4 separate regions of the Mus musculus genome follow, and all the other regions are linked to region 4. The links are chromatin contacts, called in public Hi-C maps. All regions are on one chromosome and are shown on one strand. The core of a region is the stretch at or near the end of the contact, and the rest is flanking DNA. Distances in the headings are between cores, read along the strand shown.

Evidence for each region. Hi-C and Micro-C count contacts between places; a contact is called where the count stands out from the background.
Region 1: a contact with region 4 is called in a Hi-C map of bone marrow-derived macrophages, with 13 read pairs. The contact joins two enhancer-like sites. A contact is called at or near these places in 2 of 39 promoter capture datasets (the C10 cell line and embryonic stem cells), 1 of 484 Hi-C or Micro-C datasets (bone marrow-derived macrophages) and 3 of 115 datasets of contacts at active chromatin or transcription factors (VIP interneurons, acute myeloid leukemia and astrocytes).
Region 2: a contact with region 4 is called in a Hi-C map of bone marrow-derived macrophages, with 17 read pairs. The contact joins two enhancer-like sites. A contact is called at or near these places in 1 of 15 datasets of contacts at CTCF or cohesin (large pre-B cells) and 1 of 484 Hi-C or Micro-C datasets (bone marrow-derived macrophages).
Region 3: a contact with region 4 is called in a Hi-C map of bone marrow-derived macrophages, with 13 read pairs. The contact joins two enhancer-like sites. A contact is called at or near these places in 2 of 15 datasets of contacts at CTCF or cohesin (the NIH/3T3 cell line and pro-B cells) and 2 of 484 Hi-C or Micro-C datasets (bone marrow-derived macrophages and uterus).

What each region holds. Positions count from the first base shown.
Region 1 is chr15:67,233,958-67,236,933 of GRCm38.p6, reverse strand. All of the region lies in intron 1 of 1700012I11Rik (RIKEN cDNA 1700012I11 gene), which reads right to left. Among named protein-coding and RNA genes, the nearest start is that of 1700012I11Rik, 8.7 kb to the right of the region's middle. Within about 2 kb of position 1,588, at least 49 of the 459 cell types and tissues checked have an H3K27ac peak or open chromatin away from gene starts, as enhancers often do. A contact at or near this core is called in bone marrow-derived macrophages, where this site is marked.
Region 2 is chr15:67,570,629-67,573,328 of GRCm38.p6, reverse strand. No RefSeq gene overlaps it. Among named protein-coding and RNA genes, the nearest start is that of 1700012I11Rik, 350 kb to the right of the region's middle. Within about 2 kb of position 1,433, at least 4 of the 459 cell types and tissues checked have an H3K27ac peak or open chromatin away from gene starts, as enhancers often do. A contact at or near this core is called in bone marrow-derived macrophages, where this site is marked.
Region 3 is chr15:67,541,221-67,544,017 of GRCm38.p6, reverse strand. No RefSeq gene overlaps it. Among named protein-coding and RNA genes, the nearest start is that of 1700012I11Rik, 320 kb to the right of the region's middle. Within about 2 kb of position 1,462, at least 6 of the 459 cell types and tissues checked have an H3K27ac peak or open chromatin away from gene starts, as enhancers often do. A contact at or near this core is called in bone marrow-derived macrophages, where this site is marked.
Region 4 is chr15:68,085,368-68,088,067 of GRCm38.p6, reverse strand. All of the region lies in intron 15 of Zfat (zinc finger and AT hook domain containing), which reads left to right. Among named protein-coding and RNA genes, the nearest start is that of Zfat, 170 kb to the left of the region's middle. Within about 2 kb of position 1,432, at least 28 of the 459 cell types and tissues checked have an H3K27ac peak or open chromatin away from gene starts, as enhancers often do. A contact at or near this core is called in bone marrow-derived macrophages, where this site is marked.

The sequences.
Region 1 (2,976 bases), core at 339-2,838, 850 kb after region 4:
TCACTTTTTTTTCTAACACTTACTCTATCCCAAACATTGTTACTACACTATTACTGAGTCAAGGCTAATTGTCACTAAAGGGGATGTAGTCACTTTACGGAGGACTCTACTGAAGCACACCAGGCTCAGTAGCTTTCCCTGTGGTCACTCCCTTAGTGAGGGTTGGAACTGAAGTCCAGTAAAATGACCACCTGGCCACAGCACCAGGCTGCAGCCTTTTACCCCTCATGCACTCACTCAGGGGATGCAGGGCTTGGTGAGGACAAAAAGGGAGGAGGGGGGAAGATGGGGAGGGGAGGGGAGGGGAAGCAGGGAGAGGAGGAAGTTCTCTGCTCACTCTCTAGAAGCTTCCTTTAGATGATGCCTCTTCCTTTATCCTAAAGGCCAACCATGGTTTCTCTTCTTAGGATTGTAAGGTATCTCTTTTATGAGGCAGCTATGATGTCAGCACAACAATATTCATTTATTATCATTCCCAAACAAAAGCCTAAGGACAGAGAATGGGCCACCTTCTTAATACATATGTGTGGTCATAGAAAAGAGAGGTTTGAGGCCCAGGGCAGTGTGATAATCCCAGGAGCAGCTGAAGCAAGGTGTCCACCATTGCCTCTGCTCATCTGAGTCCACCTTGTTTGTCATCCCCATAGTTAAAAGCCTGTTCTACCACTGAGGAATTCCACTCCATACCTCAGCAGATATTTTCTAACTCCTCCTTTCAGGGGAGTTTTATTTCAGCAGTAAATCTTCCCAAATGACTCTTGTTCCAGAAGTATTATCAAAGATGAAATGAAAACCTTGATCACCAGGGTGAGAAATCAAATGCATTATATTCGGTTATAGAAATGAAGAACTCAGAATCTCTCCTACCAAGGAAATGGCCTCTTGGACGTTGGACCCAGGCTTCTGCACCTCCCAGCATCTTGACTGAGGGCAGCAGATCGTCCAGCTTCTCAGTGATCCCTGGCCGCCCTTGGGTCACACCTCTCTTTGATAGATATCCACCTTGAAGAGTCAGCCTTCTGGATAGAGTTTCCTTTCCGATGTGTCAGATGGTGATGCTGCTGCTTAGGGTGGCTGTGACTGAGGCCCACAAGGCAAACAAGTCCACTGAGAGCCTGGGGTCTGCAGGGCACCTATGACTGCTTGCTCTGTTAAAATCACAATGGGTCCGGAGAATGGATATATGCTGCAGACCTAGAGTGGGAAAACACTAGTATCGTGTGATGATTTAGATGCTGCCCAGCTAAGAATTTCATCTCTTCACTCAGTGGTTAGAGAAGAGAAATAAGACAAGCAGAACATGCAAACAAGTGGTCTAAGCTTAGACCACGGAGACTTGTCTTAGTGCTCTAAACATGACCACATACTTTCTCCTGTGGCTGTTTGATACATTATATTTGGAGACTTGTCTATATTTGGAAAAATGTCAAAGGGAGAGCATTGGGGAAACCCACAAACATAAATCTACAATCATGATTCATGATAGCCAAGTGCCTTCAAGTGCCAGGCTTGGTATACACATTAGTGCTATATATCCTAAGGCCTCTTGTGCTTCCTCTGTGGTTTAAATGTGAAATGCCCCACATAGGTTCATCATGTGCTTGAACACTCAGCTCCCAGGAGGAAACACTGCTTGGGGAGATTGTGGAACCGTTAGGAAGTGGAGCCTCATGGGAGCGAGTGGGTTCACTGAAGCTGGGCTTTGAGGTTTCACAACCCAGCCCCATTTCCTGTTCACTTCCTGCATTGTGGATGTAGAAGCAATATGACCAGTCAGCTGCCCACTCCTGCAGCTCTGCTCTTTTCCCTACCTGCTACTATGTCTCCCTCCACTATAAATGGTAAGAATAAATTTTTCCATCTCTCTAAACTGCTTCTGTCAGTATCTTTTGTCACAATGAGAAAACTGTCTAAGTTATTGTTCTGCTGTTGTAAGAGAAATACCATGACCAAGGCAACTTATAGAATGAAGAATTTAGTTGGTGGCTTTCTTACAGTTTCAGAGGGTTGGTCGATGATCACCTTGGCAGGCAGGAAGCATAGAGGCAGACAGGCATGGTTCTGCAGCAGTAACCAAGAGCTCACATCTAATCTATAAATTGCAGATAGAGAGTGAGAAAAATGGGCTTTTGAAACTTTGAACCACAGCCCCAGCCACATAGCTCCTCCAATAAGGCCATATCTTCTATTCCTTCCCCAGAAGGAGTTCCAATAACTAGGGACCAAGAATTCAAGCACACAAGCCTGTGGGGCTATTCTCCTTCAAACCACTACAGTAACTAGTGCCATCTCCAAGTACCATTCTCAAACCATGGCTGCAGGTGTGAGTAGAGGAGGCATATAAGTTATATGTCTAACAACTAGAAAGGGATTAGAACCTATGCCCGCAGGGTTTATTTGGAGGGAGGATCATTAGTCCCTTTTCTAATATGAGAGAGATGAAGAGATTTGCCCATGGTCTCATGTGATCTATTCAGTGATAAGATACCCTCTATTAGATCTTGGCTACTTCTATACCCAGTCACATCAGTGTCTTTTCACCAGCATTCACAGCCTGTGTATAAGGTCTTAACACCTAAGGTATGTATACCTCCCCAAACCAAGAGTGACTGAGAGAAATCTGCCACTAGAAGTTAGCAAGATACTGACATCTACCCTGAAAGCTCTGTTTCCACATGGCAGTGAATATCCTCGGTGTTACTGAAAATGGACCCAGGAACAGGTACATGACATAGCTAAAGGGTATGAAGAAAATCTGGGGATCTGAGAAGATTATGCAGAAGGAGGGAGGAGGGAAGGAGCAAGGAAGGGAGGGATGGAAAGAGGGAGAGATGGAGAGAGGGAGGGAGGAAAAGAGAGAGGAAGGGAGGGAGAGAGAGAGGAAGGGAGGGAGAGAGAGAGGAAGGGAGGGAGAGAGAGAGGAAGGGAGGGAGAGAGAGAGGAAGGGAGGAAGGGAGGGAGGGAGGGAGGGAGGGA
Region 2 (2,700 bases), core at 184-2,683, 510 kb after region 4:
CAATGACTCTTCTGAGTCAGTGAGTGCTTGATTCAGGTTTAATGATCCTGATGGTCCTGACTCCCTCTTAACATAAGCATATGCAAGTGGGCTGTTCCGTACACATTTGGGCTATCTATGAGTGGAACACAAGCCTGTATTATATTTCATCACAGATATTGGTGTTTCTTTGTTGTCATAACATAGCTTGATCTAATTCATAAAATTTTGAATCCTCTCAAGTTAAGAGGTTTCACATTAAATATTTGATTGTTCTTGTTATTTGAACTATTGAATATCAGATGCTGTGTTGGAACAGTCAGATGACTCTGTGTTGTGCCTGATTCCTCTGCAAGGTATGTGTAAGAGTACTTTCTTATTCCCTAGTTCTATCCATCTGACTGGCTGTTCTGTGTATTTGAGTTTGTGGCCTCTGGTCTAGCAAAGGTAATGTAATTCCTTTAAAGTAATAAACAAATGAACCCTTCTTGATTTCTCCTTGAAGCCTTAAAATTTATCACCAACTAGACCAACATTGCCCAACCTGCATGTGCTGAACAATGTCTCTGTAGTCCAGCCTTTATATGGCTGTGCCCACTATGCTCTCTGCCTCTAAGGCCTTTGCTGCCTTATTTTTGGTAGATGCTTCATTTTTTAATAGCTGCCTAATGTTTTACTTCTGCATCCTTCTTGCTTTTCTCCCATCCAGAAAAACAAAACAAAACAAAACAAAAACAAAAACAAAAACAAAAACAAAAACCAGCCTCCATTGTTGTAACTAACCTTTTACTCTGTCTTGTTCATCTAAACATCAGGCCATACCCTATACAGGTACATCTCCAATTTATGCTAATAAGTTTGCTACTGAATTGTGGGACTTGTGTTTCTCACTTCTAACTCATGTGTGCACACGAAAAGGACTTGGTGCTATGTAAATGTTCAAGGTGGAATGGATAACTGCCATCTCATCTCACCATTTGGAAACAGCCTCTATTTATACAGCTACTGATTTTATTCCAATGTTGTATACAGTTAGAAACTTTACATCACTGGTCCAGCTCTAGAACTGAAACTACATTTCTTGATTTATTTCCTTCCTTCCCACTATATTCTTTCCCAGCTTTTGGCAGGACTATTGTTATGCTTTAAGTTATGCTGGCTGCTAGAACTGTAAGAGGCTTAAAGTCACTATTTGTTTTGATGATGCTTATTAACTATATCTTAACTTCCCTTTATATCTCTCTCTCTCTACCCCCATAGCTTTACTCTGCAGGTAACATCTTGTGATGCTACAATGTTCATATTTACATTATAATCTTTATCTCAATATAGTCTGTGATTTATTTACCCAATCTCAATTTATTTGGTAAAATTCAAACAAGCTGAACGTTCCCAGAACATTCTTATGTCTATCTCTTGACTCATAACTCATGACTTCCTTTCAGCTCTTTGTTGCCTAATCTGTCCTATAAAACTAAAGGCAGTCTCTCCTGCATTTGGAAAGAAGGCTTTTAGCCAACTCTGCTTCTCTTTTATTTTAAGCTTCTTTTCTCTACAATTTCTTAAATCATCATGAAAGAAGAGTAGCTGAGAGCTGACTCAGGGACTGTCCCCATACTCTGTGTATAAAAAGAAATATAGACTTGCAAGTTAAATAAATCAAGTGGCAACATAGTTCTTTGTAGACACAGATTAAACATAATGAGCTGAATTAGTAAATCCAAAAATGGACCTATCTTAGAGCCAAGACTATCATTTTTGCAACAATAGGGTGTTTGTAAAGCATCATTCTTTAGGCTGTAAATCAAAAATTGCAAGCTTACTAGAAAACCGCCACTGCACAGGATGGACAGAAAAACAAAATCACCTTGAATTTTAAATAGCATTAGAAAAACATAGAATGGTAAGACTCTTAGGTTCCATTCAGATTACAAATCCTATCATCATTGCCTGGACAAACTAAAGTAACTTAGCCTAATCTCTACACTCCTCTGAAAAGCTGAAAAGTTTGTGTGAAATTGTTTCTATTTTCTCTAGTAGGCAATGATGTCACTCTCTAGCAGTCACTCATACTTTTGTAGATAAAGGGATTCCGGTAGTTTCTTAATGAACATGTGTTGTCTGTTAGGAAGTATAGGTATACAGATAGAAATTGAGTGTATTGCACCAGGCCTTCCTATTAGTTAAAAGGAAGATCCTAGTTCACATGAATATATGTATACAAGATTTGAAATCCACAGTCTGTGGTTAATACCTGGTGAATATGAATATATATATATACATATATATATATACATATATGCATATGTATATATATATGTATATATATGACTGAAATTAATTCAATCAATGTTATGCTTATATGCAATCCTAGACCTAGAAAATATATGTTTGCCACACTTGAATGCAGAATTCTTGAGGGTGGCAATTATGTTTTCAGTATCTTCATGGTCACTTCCTTGTGGTAATTAGGGTGTCATCTCAAAAAACATGTTGACAGCATTCTAAGATTATGTCTATAGAGAACACATTCATCAAAGAAGTAGATGGTCTCTACCAGAAGGGAGTATGTAAGATAGATGTGTATGACAGTTGGCTAAGAGGAAGGATAAGGGATTATGACTGTTGTGTATGGTGACAGAGAAATAAAATGGATAATGAAAACTTCAGCAAACAAGAAGACATGCCCTTTCTGGGTTTGCTCCAGACATGCTTACCAAG
Region 3 (2,797 bases), core at 213-2,712, 540 kb after region 4:
ACATTCAGTCCAGCACCTCTCAAATTTACTGCACAGCAGGATCTCTCAGAAGCACAGCTCTTGAAAGCAGCCTGAGAGATTCAGCTCAGTTCCCAGTTCAATAGGCCTGGCCTCATGGTAAAAATCTGAATATCTAACAAGCTATCAAGGGATGCTGAAACCACGTGCTCACAGACAACAGTCCTAGTAAGCTAAAAATCCACCATTAGAAGGCTAGGACACACAGTAGAGGAAAAAGCTGGCTTGAGAACCCAATCAAGAACTGAGTCACACTTTGCCATGCAATCCAGAAATATTTCAAGTAGTATCCCCAGCATTCAGCACTGGACATCATGTGCCTCCACAGAATGCATTTCTCTGTAGCAAGCATCTGGCCCAGTCTGCCTCTCCCTCTGCCCTGAGTATGCATCTCACCCAGTCTACATCTCCCTCCCATCCTACAATATGCCTCTTCACACAGCATGTATCTGTCCTCAGCATGCATCTCTTTACTGCAGGCGTCTCTTCCCAGTAAGCATCTTTCCAAGCATGCGTATCCCCTACCAGGCCACTCTCCTAAAACATTCATCTTCCCCATCTACTCCACTCTATATGTCTCCTCCCAGCATGCATTTCCCACAGTGGATATGTTCTCAACAGCATGCATCTCCCACAGAGACTCCATCAAGAATTGCTTGGGTGTGGTGTCAACTATATGGCTCAGTGGATAAAACTGCTTGCCATTTGAGCCTAATGACCTGAGTTCCAGCCTCAGAACCTAGGTTAATGCAAAAGGAGAGAACTAACTCTACAAAGTTCCTCTCTAGGCTCCGAAGAAGTGATGTGGCATGAACACACACACACATACACACACATGCATATATGTGCACACACTTACACAAATAAATGAAGCATTTTTAAATGATTGCTTTGTTTACCCCAGTCTTTCTACGCACGTCTAATAGAATCTGATTCATATGGTGTGCTCAAGCCTCCTTCACCTCCCTGTGCTGGATAATAAAAGCTTAATTGGCTAATCACCAGCCTAGATGAGGGAGGCCTGAGAGAAGGTTAAGTGGGATCAAACATACCTTTCTGCCACCATTCAAGAAGAAAATTGACTTGCAACAAAAATGATGTATAGTAGCACCCAGTGTCATCTCTGTCCTTTTATAGCTCAATTCACTGTCATCTTTGTCCTTCCCCACTTGGTTCTACTCACCTACAAGGGCAATCTTCTCCCAATTGATGCCCTATTACAACACCATAAGGTCCACCAAGGATAGCCTGTGAGTTTCTTCCAAAGCTCCTATAGTATGGGTTTCCTATCAGTTCAAGGTAGACATTTGCTGCAAGAGCTCAGTTAATATGTATGAACAACCTGAGGATGGTGCAGTTTGTTCTGTTTTCTGTTTCTAACACAAGGCCATGGTCCTAGGATGTGAGTCAGTATCTGCTGCCACACAGAATCCATTTACAGAAGTCAGCAATGGAAGTAACTGCCAAGATATTAAAAAAGCAGGAACCAGCTGTCGAGACAATTCCAAGGTTAACAACCAGAAGAAGCTACTAACCCAGGCCTGTTTTCCACAATTAAGAGCGAATACCGGCCCTAGGGGGGCAGAATCTTTGAAGATGGCTGTGACAATTAATCATCATTGCAAAGTGGATTATAAACCATTTAGGGGATTTAGGCAGGACTTTGTTGTGTGTCTGTGAGGACATATCCGAATTACCCGGGAGGCACAGACTTTCTTTGAATGTGAGTGCCAACATATCATAGGATCTAGGATGAGGTTGAATTAAATATTGACCAGGAGAAAGCCAGTTGAGGACCAGAACCCTCCTCTTTGCATACTGATCCCCTGTGATGCAAGGAGGATCGGGCATGTGCTTCTGCCACTCTGAACAGAAGCTTGATGGACTGAGATGCTCTAAAACCATGCTCCAAAATAAAAGCTCTCTTTCTAAAGTTGTTCTATAGAGCATCTTGTTGCAGTGACAGAAAAGTAATAAATCCACAGACCCTCCCAAGGATCCAGACAAATTGACACACATGGAGAGATATAGAATGGAGAAAATCTCCATCTCATTGGGTCTGAACTGAGCAGTGGGGACCTAGAACAAGAAAGAGGAGAACGCTGTAAGATACACAACTAAACAACAGACCTGCCTGCAACAACAAAGCTGATTTCTCTCTTTCCAGCACTGGATGCTCTCAAGCATAGCCTGACATGGAGTTGTATGAAGGCATAATTCCAAGGAATTTCTAACTTTAGTTGGGTCCTGTACTGGCTGGTTTTGTGTGTCAACTTGACACTGGCTGAAATTATCACAGAGAAAGGAGCTTCAGTTGGGGGAGTGCCTCCATGAGATCCAGCTGTGGGGAATTTTCTCAATTAGTGATCAAGGGTGAAAGGCCCCTTGTGGGTGGCATCATCTCTGGGCTGGTAGTCTTGGGTTCTATAAGAGCAAGTCTTGGCTGAGCAAGCCAGGGGAAGCAAGCCAGTAAGGAACATCCCTCCATGGCCTCTGCATCAGCTCCTGCTTTCTGACCTGCTTGAGTTTCAGTCCTGAATTCCTTGGTGATGAACAGCAGTATGGAAGTGTAAGGTGAATAAACCCTTTCCTCTCCAACTTGTTTCCTGGTTGTGATGTTTGTGCAGGAATAGAAACCCTGACTAAGACAGATCCCATGAAGGGTTTTGGGGTGTTAACTGCATCCCAGCAGCTTTACTGCATTGAGACTATAAAAATTAGATTTTGTATACCTTGGGAAAGAAAATTACTGGTACAGATTTCCATGGGTCTATATAAC
Region 4 (2,700 bases), core at 183-2,682:
GTCCAGAGGACTATGCTGTTGGTCCTGCTCTCTGTTGTATGATCGTGAGGGATGACTGAGGGCATGGAGTCTTTCGGTGTACTCTTATTAAAGAGATAATAAAATGAGATCCAGCCCAAGAAACTGATAAGAGACTAGGGGAGAGGCTGTGTGGTGGTCCAACCACCTGCTGCCCTTTTGGCTCAGTTTTGGGTTGGAGTAATTAATTACCTGAAGCTCATGTCCACCAGAAGCACAGGAACCTGGGTGTGGCCTTATCCTCTGCTTGGCCATCCATGGCTGTGTTAAGTGTAGTACCTTGCAGACAGCTTTCCATCTTTCCTGAGCCCCACACTCCCTGAGACTTGGGTGCTAAGATCCTTCAGATGCTGTGGGGAGTGATGGCTAGGGTAAATAAACACTGATGCTTATCTGCACACCAAGTATTGCTGTTCTCCCCAGATGCTATAAGTCTGCTTAGAGAACTTAGAGGTGGACTGTAACACAAAACCAATTTGGGGTCATAAAGGCCTGGGGAGTGACGCAGGCTGCATCTTCCTTGAGGGTCTGTGAGCAAGAGCAATATCTGAGACTTTCTTGAAAGTTGGGAAGGAGAGGATTTAAGCTTGTGGGGATGGATTTTATATAGACAGTGGAGAGGAAGCTGAAGAAGGGTGAGAAGGAAGGAGAGGTGAGGAATATGGAACGAGTGGAGTGATTGGAAGATCCCAGATGACATGACATATCAAAATATCCATCCATGCTGCAGAGCGGACCATGAGATGAAGGTGAAGAAAGAGACAGGGTCTCCACAGGAAGCTGCTCTCCAGCAGCAATAGATCTGCCAAGGATAGGTCACTAGCATCATTCTGGAACATCTGAGGTGAGCAGAAGTACTGAACATAGGACCTGATGTTGTGAATAATTTATGCAGTCCCATGGATTAAGGTTTTCTATTAGACTCTCTGTGCTGCTAATAATTTAGCTGACAGACATGTTAGATGCAGCATTGGGAGACATAGAATATCCATCTCAGGGGGTAATGACACTGTGAAAGCCATATTATTTCTGCGACAGAGAACAATTTTAAGCCTGTGCTAATAGATTAAACTGCTGGAGTGATCATTTTGAACAAAGAGAATGGTTAGAGCTGTACAAGCTAACCTTTGTCTGCCTCGGATGGCTAAAGAGCAATAATTCTACCCTATCAATCTGGGGCATGTGATATCGTTAGTCACTGCCACGCTCGCCAGCTGAGGAAGAACGAGCTCTAGGTTCCACTCATGCACACCGGGTCCAGCGTTTGCTCTTTGTGAGCTGCTTGACCTTAGTTGAGTCACTGGACCCTAGGGGCTTCACGATGCCATTTGTGAAGAGGGAACAGGTAGTATGTATGAGGAACTGGAGTGAGGCTTGAGGGAGTGTTCAGTAACCACAGCAGGAAACAGCTGTTGACTTCTGTGGGAGCAGGGTAGGCAGTGCATGCCTACAGAAATGGCAGAAAAGCAGAATGAGCAGGTCACACTTAGAATGCTTGAGGAGCGCACATATCCCAAAGGCTCATAAGCCCCTCTGTAAAGCAGCTCCTTGCCTCTGGCTCATCCTCACTGTGGAGCTCCTAAGTATGTGGAGAAGGTGGACTTGGGGAGCACCAAGTTAGCTTGACCTGCTTAACCTAACACGTGCTTATGCTAGGACTTCAGTGAAATGCACAGCTAGCATCGTCTGTCACCTTTCCTGATGATCCATTGTGATGTTCCATGCATAAGAATCAATAGACAGACGAATGTAGTACAGGTTTTGGTGACAAGACCAACCTGGGGCTAGATATTAAAGACAAAAAACAAATGGGAAAAGGGTTCTCTTAAATGGACTTCAGCACCTAGAAAAGGTAGCAGACAAAATAGAAATGTTCAGCAGGATGGTAAGAGAGCGAGCGTAGATGGGCGGAGGCCTGGACTTCTCAGAAATGTCTGCCTTGCTTTATGAAATAAAGGCTTGGTCTGTGTGTGAGCTGCTAAGGCACTTAGATCTGAAGAGCTCATTGCAAACATCGCTTTAAACCTCATCTGCCCTTCCCTGCAGCCTTCACCCTGCCATACTGAGTACAGCCGGGTATATCACATGAGCTCATTGTGGCTCTCTCCTTCTGCTCACCACATGGTACCACCACACTTACCTGGCATGCACTGTAGTTTGTGGACATGTTTCCTGAGGACCTCAATGTTTATCACCCACCCTCCTTCCTTCCTCCTCATAGTTTGCTATCAGGTGAGGGAGGAGGTTTGCAGCATCCTATTCTCCCGTTAGGTACTGTCTTTCAACGAAAGAAATTAATATTTACCTCCACAGCCTTGGTTTTGGTGCATTTTTGCAGATAAATGAAATGGAAATAAATAGTAAAAGGAAATAAATGTCTTGGGTTGTCTTGGTTTATACATACAGAAATGGCTAGATAAGTTAGCAGTTTTCTCTCAGAATAGCTTTACAGCTACTGAATTCTCTCTGTCATAATCTTCTTTTAGCATCTAACATCAAGATGCCCAGATTGCACCCACAGCTGTCTCCCCCTCTAATCTCTCCCCCCACAGTCTCTATGAGCTGAACCTTCCCTACTTAGTCTTTCTAAGGTAGGTATGCTGGTCCTTCTTTTACTTTGGGCAAGCCAAAGATTGTAGAGCATCTTGCCCAGGCTTCCTGGAAGTGCTGGAACTGACATTC